Linked DNA regions of Mus musculus: region 1 is linked to region 2. A link is a contact called in public Hi-C data. All regions are on one chromosome and are shown on one strand. Each heading gives the region's core, a stretch centred on a gene start, on an enhancer-like site or on the middle of the called end of the contact. The rest is flanking DNA. Distances are from core to core; before and after follow the strand shown. Region 1 overlaps D430041D05Rik (RIKEN cDNA D430041D05 gene). Region 2 overlaps D430041D05Rik (RIKEN cDNA D430041D05 gene).

Evidence for each region. A called contact is a pair of places that touch in the nucleus more often than the background predicts.
Region 1: a contact with region 2 is called in a Hi-C map of the N1E-115 cell line, with 2.3 times the contacts expected there. The contact joins two enhancer-like sites. A contact is called at or near these places in 5 of 39 promoter capture datasets (the 3T3-L1 cell line, 3T3-L1-derived adipocytes, cranial neural crest and 2 more), 1 of 15 datasets of contacts at CTCF or cohesin (CD8 T cells), 9 of 484 Hi-C or Micro-C datasets (the N1E-115 cell line, embryonic fibroblasts, embryonic stem cells and 4 more), 1 of 115 datasets of contacts at active chromatin or transcription factors (embryonic stem cells) and 3 of 9 other capture datasets (adipose tissue, liver and pancreatic islet).

Annotation. Positions count from the first base shown.
Region 1 is chr2:104,176,965-104,180,087 of GRCm38.p6, reverse strand. The region is part of intron 16 of D430041D05Rik (RIKEN cDNA D430041D05 gene); the gene reads left to right. Among named protein-coding and RNA genes, the nearest start is that of Gm22501, 50 kb to the left of the region's middle. Within about 2 kb of position 1,682, at least 85 of the 459 cell types and tissues checked have an H3K27ac peak or open chromatin away from gene starts, as enhancers often do. A contact at or near this core is called in the N1E-115 cell line, where this site is marked.
Region 2 is chr2:104,245,437-104,248,295 of GRCm38.p6, reverse strand. It overlaps D430041D05Rik (RIKEN cDNA D430041D05 gene), which reads left to right. Exons shown (of 21, transcript NM_001368844.1): 6 at 1-43. Among named protein-coding and RNA genes, the nearest start is that of Gm22501, 19 kb to the right of the region's middle. Within about 2 kb of position 1,560, at least 1 of the 459 cell types and tissues checked has an H3K27ac peak or open chromatin away from gene starts, as enhancers often do. A contact at or near this core is called in the N1E-115 cell line, where this site is marked.

The DNA of each region.
Region 1 (3,123 bases), core at 433-2,932, 68 kb after region 2:
TGCAGTGTCTCTATTTGATGAGCAAATGAACAAACAAGGGTATCAGCCAGAAGAGGTGACTCCTGAGCTGAGACTTATAAAGTGGGCACGTTTATACCTCTGAAACACATATGCACTATCAAAGCTGTAAACACATGTTCACGTACACTGCTGCTTCTAGCCTGAGCGGTGGTTATCAGTTCAGACGCTTTGGCTAGAAGCGGCAGAAACCCCAACTCAGCAACTGTTTTTAAAACAACAGGAAATGCATTGATTACAGCCAGTCCAGGGATGATATGACTGACGTGTGGGCTCCTCCCTCCGCAGTGTACAGGACTGTGTTCCCTTCAGCATGGTCTTGCTTCTCTCTACCAAACGGCTGCAGAAGTTCCAGCTCTCATGTCTGCATCCCACATTAACCAGCACAGCAGAAAATTTTCTTTTTCCCATTATGAAGCAAAGTTTTAAGTTTTACTCCGACTGCACCACCATAAAGTAAACGCCCAGTTCTGTGTCAATCATGGTAATAGCAAGAGGCAACACTGGTTGATGTACCTAAACCAGGTCTCAGCAGTGGGCCTGACACGGGCTTTGTCCCATCCTGAGCCACTAGCTGAGACACAGGGTGTACTGGTTTGTTTTTTGTCAACTTGTCACTAACCAAAAGTCACCTGGGAAGAGGCAAACCTCAATGGAGAAATTGTTTCTGTGATAGTTTGTCTATGCTTGGCCCAGGGAGCGGCACTATTAGTAGGTGTAGCCTTGTTGGAATAGGTGTGTTATTGTGGGTGTGGGCTGAAGACCCTGACCCTAGCTGCCTGGAAGTCAGTATTCTGCTAGCAGCCTTCAGATGAAGATGTTGAATTCTCAGCTCTGCCTGTACCATGCCTGCCTGGATACTGCCATGCTCCTGCCTTGATGATAATGGACTGAATCTCTGAACCTGTGAGCCATCCTCAACTAAACTTATTTTTATAAGAGTTGTCATGGTCATGGTGTCCATTCACAGCAGTAAAACCCTAAGACAGCTTCCATCACCTTGGCCTGTAGGCACATCTGTGAGACATTTTCTTGATTAATGACTTGAAGGCCCTGCCCCCAATGTAGAAGGTGCTACCCTGGGCAGGTGGGCCAAGATTATTTATCACAAGAAAGCAGGCTGAGCAAGCCAGGAAGCAGCTCTCCTCCATAGCATCTGCTTCAGCACCTGCCTAAAGGTTCCTGCCTTGAGCACCTGCCCTGATGTCCCTCAGTGATGGGACTGTTGCCTGGAAGCATAAGATGAAATAAAGCCCTCCCTCCCCGAGGTGCTTTTTTTGGTCAGTGTTTTATCACAGCAGCAGAACCAAATGAGAGCACAGGAAGGGAAGGACAGATGCCACGACTGTCACAGTGCAGGCTGCATGAGGAAGGCTCTTCTCTAAGGAAGGAGTCCAGCACACTCCTCCATGGCATTGTTCCCTTTCATGTCACTCAGTCTCCTCTTTGGGTGGCCACTCAGGAAGCAGCCAGCCTGAGATGGTACCAGGACACCAGCGTGGTGCCTGTGGTATTGGGAAGCCCATGCTAAGTTGGAACTATGTACATCTGAGGTGGATTTGAAAGAGGTGGTGCCGAAGATATTCTGTGCAGCTGTCTGGCCTTTGCAAGGCTGAAGAGGAGGAAGATCGTATCTGGGTAGACGTGGGGACAGTCTGTCAGCTATGAAGGAGTGCTGACTCACAGACAAGGTCCTCCCTGTCCCTTCCTGGCCTGCAGCACCAGCTCAGCCTTGGTGATTAATCTCAAAGTAAAACACAAAGCAGCTTTCTGTGATGCTTTCAGACTGACTCCTGTTTGAAACAGTTAAAACTAGTGTTATTTGGGTGACTTTGGCTTATAGATTACCTTCAAAGCTCACAAGCAACACAGGGGACTGTGCTGTGGTTTCTGGAGCTGAACTACCACCTAGCTGTGTGAATTATGAGTAGTTGTTTCACCTGCCTGTTCTTTAGGGTGCTTGTGTATAAAATGGGCATGCATGTGGTCCTACCACATGGGATTACCGTGAGAACAAACGGGCTGATGCTGGTGATGCTGTATGGAGGTGGGAGGCAGGAAACAGTGGTACCCATGGCTTTCAGACTCCACCAGGGGTGAGCGATCCCTTGTCTTCTGTCTTTCTATCCCAGTCCTGTAGGCATCTTCCATCTGCTGTGAAGTGTATTCTACACCAAGGAAAGTTCTAACCATACCCAAAGGGAGCCTTCGCGGGTATGGTGTGACTGGAGATGGGTTTGGTGATGGGGACCCGAGACCTTTCCTGTTACTCCAGCACATGGATACACCACCCAAGGTGACCTCTAAGGTCATACTTTCCCAAACAGTGTGGGCCAGTGGGATATTTTAACCCACTCAGTATTAAACCCCCACTGCATGTGAAGAGCAGCCGCCTATGGGACAGAAGTGCTGGAGTCTGCCCCATCAGGCTCCTGCCGCATGCTAGAGAGCTTTGCACAGGAGCAGAAATGACCGTGAAGACTTGGATACCTCTGTCTCTCACTGTCCTGTCTGTGCGGTCTCAGTTTTCACTGCCTGGAAGATTAAAAGTCAATTAGGAAACCACATCCTGTCTCTTCAGCTCACCCAGAATGCAGAAACCACACTTGTCTCCTCACTCTGTGGCCTAGATGATTCCAGTGGGCCAGCGGAATGAAATGGGGATTTCTGTAAGAGAGAAGTCACCAAACTCCTTAGACCCCAACCTGTGCCACTAAGAGCCAGTCTCGTTTTATTGGTGGAGACTCGTCTGCGATGTGGGCTCAGAAGGAAGTGGCTGCAAAGGCCTCCCCACTCCTCTGTCAGCCTTCCACAAAGGCAGAGCCCCTGGAGTTTGTTTTCCAGAAGTAGCTTTCTAAATATATCCCTGCTTCCGGCAAGGCAGGCAGGCACATGGGCCTGCGAGATCCAGAGCAGGCATGAAATAGGGGGAAACTGCCGTGTTTTGTGTGGGCTCTGGGACCGTGATTGGTGGAGAGAGACAGGGAACCAGATACATTTCTCATGCCTGGGGTCCACCCTCAGCCTGCTCTGGGCCCTTGCCAGGCAGATGTCGGATCTGTGGAGACTGTTCTCCTGGCAGGGTGGAGCTGCCGATTAGCACCA
Region 2 (2,859 bases), core at 311-2,810:
AGAGAGGAAGGTCCTCAGCACCAGGAGCAACCTAACAGTTCAGGTAGGGAGCAGGGGCATCAGGCTGCAAATGCAGACAGCCATAGTGCGTACATTGGACAGAAATGATATGGGTCCCCCCCATCTAAACTGTCACATGCAAATGTAAGTGTGTGCTTTGGGCAGGTGATAGAGATAGTCGTGGCAGTGGCGAGGGTGGCTCAGATCTGGCTATGACAGATAGCATTCCATGTCACTATGAACCGACCAGAGTTCAGGGATGAGTATTTGGTTTTTATATGTAATACTTCCTCCAGTCTTTCTAATTAAGCCTGAGTATTCCTTATACGATGGATCAGTGTGTGTGTGTGTGTGTGTGTGTGTGTGTGTGTGTGTGTGTTTGGGGGAGCACATGCTGTGGTGCAAAGGTGGAGTTCAGGGGACAGAGAATGAGTTCTTTCCTTCCAACATGTGCGTTCCAGCAACCAAGCTCAGGCTGCCATGCTTGGTGGCAGGCCCCTTCATCTGCTGAGTCATCTTGGGGCCTGTGGATTGATTTTTAAATCACCAACTCCATTGTGATTTTCTGTGATTAACTGTTGTGTGATTTTCATTGGGCTAGTTCCAAATTTCAACACAAAAATAATGATCACCACATGCAAACACAAACACCCATGAAAGACACCCACGCCTTTTATAGTGTGGGCTCACTCTCAGCTCAATGTTTTACAAATATTCTTCCGTGTAATGATCAGACATTCTCTGAGATGTCATCTCCATTTTGTTCAGGTGAGAATTGAGGGAAGGATTATGACACTCCCAGGTCACATGGCTGGGAAAGGATGAAGCAAAGATGTGAGCGCAAACTCTGTGTTCTCATCCACCATGCTGTACCAGCACTGACACAGTGTAGAAAGAGTGTCCCCAAGCCCTTGGCAAGTACGCAAAACTTTCCAAGGGAAATCCATCTCTTGGCTAACAGTGTGAACACCACCAAAAGCCTTTCTCAGACCCGTGTGTGTGTGTGTGTGTGTGTGTGTGTGTGTGTGTGTGTGTGTGTAAGATCTCAGTAAGGACAGACACTTCTTAATAATATTCATCCAGCCCCCAACTTCTCTAATTAATGCTACTATTCTGTGTCTGTTTTGACTGCTGAACTCTAAAGCCTTTGCAATTAGACCAGGGGCTTTTGAATCTGACATTTAGCATAAGTGAATTATCAGCAAAGCCAATACATGTGGCAAGCACATAATCTAATTTGCAGGAGCAGCTTTCCTTTTCTATGCTCAGGCAAAGTGGATCGGGAGGATGTCATTACGACTCGGTGGCTAGGATCTCATTATGACTTGGCTCTTATTAGTCTAAGATCTAACAGTATGTCACAGATTTAAGATTCTTGTAAGCAGCGTGACTCAGCTCTTATGGGAAATCTTTTTCTTCAGGGTTAGATCTCTGGTCTTGGCAGGTATGTGAACCTAGGTAGTTATTAGGGCAGAATATACTTTAAGAGATTTCTTGAGTGTGTGCTGTTTATTAGATGCTGAGAGTTCAGACACCAAGATAAATAAGTTGCCGTTGGCCTTCAGCCTGTTTTGAGCCGGTTATGGGTCATTGGATGAAATGTAAGGAACAAAGATTCCTTAGAAAAGACTAGGACAGGTGACTTGGCCATTGCACCTAACTAGATTTAAGATGCTGTCCAACATGTTGGGAGCCTTTAGAATTAATGGAATGAATTATTTTATCAATTCCATTTCACAATTGGCCTTGGCCATTGTGAAGTAATGTTGCTGGATTTAACACCTCTTTCTTGGTCCTTATACCATCACAGATAACTTCACATTCACTGTCTTCCTGGGATCATGATACTATGACTTCCAAATTGATGTTTTTGTAACACTTTTACATTTCATTATATTAAATATCATTTGTATGGTACTTTGAATACCTTGTGAAATAAAAGGGTGTAAATATCAGAGTCATTGGAAAAGTGATTTTTAAAAGAGCCCATAGCATTAGGAGCTAGCTTACAATTGACTCCATGAAGGTTGTAACAGAATCCAAGCTTATGAGACATAAGCACAAAGAGACTGTAATGGCCTCCCTCCACTGAGAAGGTCACAGCTTATCTGCTGGAGACACAACTGGATCCAGCTGCATCAACATTGTCTTCAATGTTCTCTGTTCATTTTTGGCTTGACTTCCTCCAGACCCTCCTCTTCTTCCTCCTTCTCCTTTTAAGATTTATTTGTTTCTATTTTACTGCATGTATACTTTGTCTACTGTATGTATGTCTGTGTATCAGATGCATACAGTGCCCATGGAGACCAGACAATGATCTCTTATCTTGTACGACTTGGGTATAAATGGCTGAAAGATGCCATGTGGGTGCTTGGGAAACGAACCCAGGTTATCTGGAAGACCGGCAAGTGCTCTTCACTACCGAGCTGTCTCTCCAACCCCTGCACACCTCTTACCTGGGCTGAGGGATCCTTGGTGCTTCCAGATTTGTCTTATTCTTATTGCTGATGGTCTTATGAAACCCAAGAGCCTTTAAATTTTTTATTTTTTGTTCATCTGTTTATTGGTGTCATTGCTGTGCAGTCCCACCAGTGGGACTGGCTCTCATTGGCCCACTGTGCCCACTTCTGGATTGGTAACTGTGGCCAAGGAGATGAGTATCTTGGTCAACATGGTCTGGCACAAATGCCCACTCATGAAACATGAGGAGGTGCAGCTGTACCCAAAGCCCATGGACAAAATGGAGAAGGGAGGTAACTTCCTAGGGACCATGGTGCTATTGTCGTAGAAGGAGAAAGATGGTGGCAATGAACTGTGGTCTAATGAGCTAATGAATCAGAATGAGAGAGTGAAGAGATG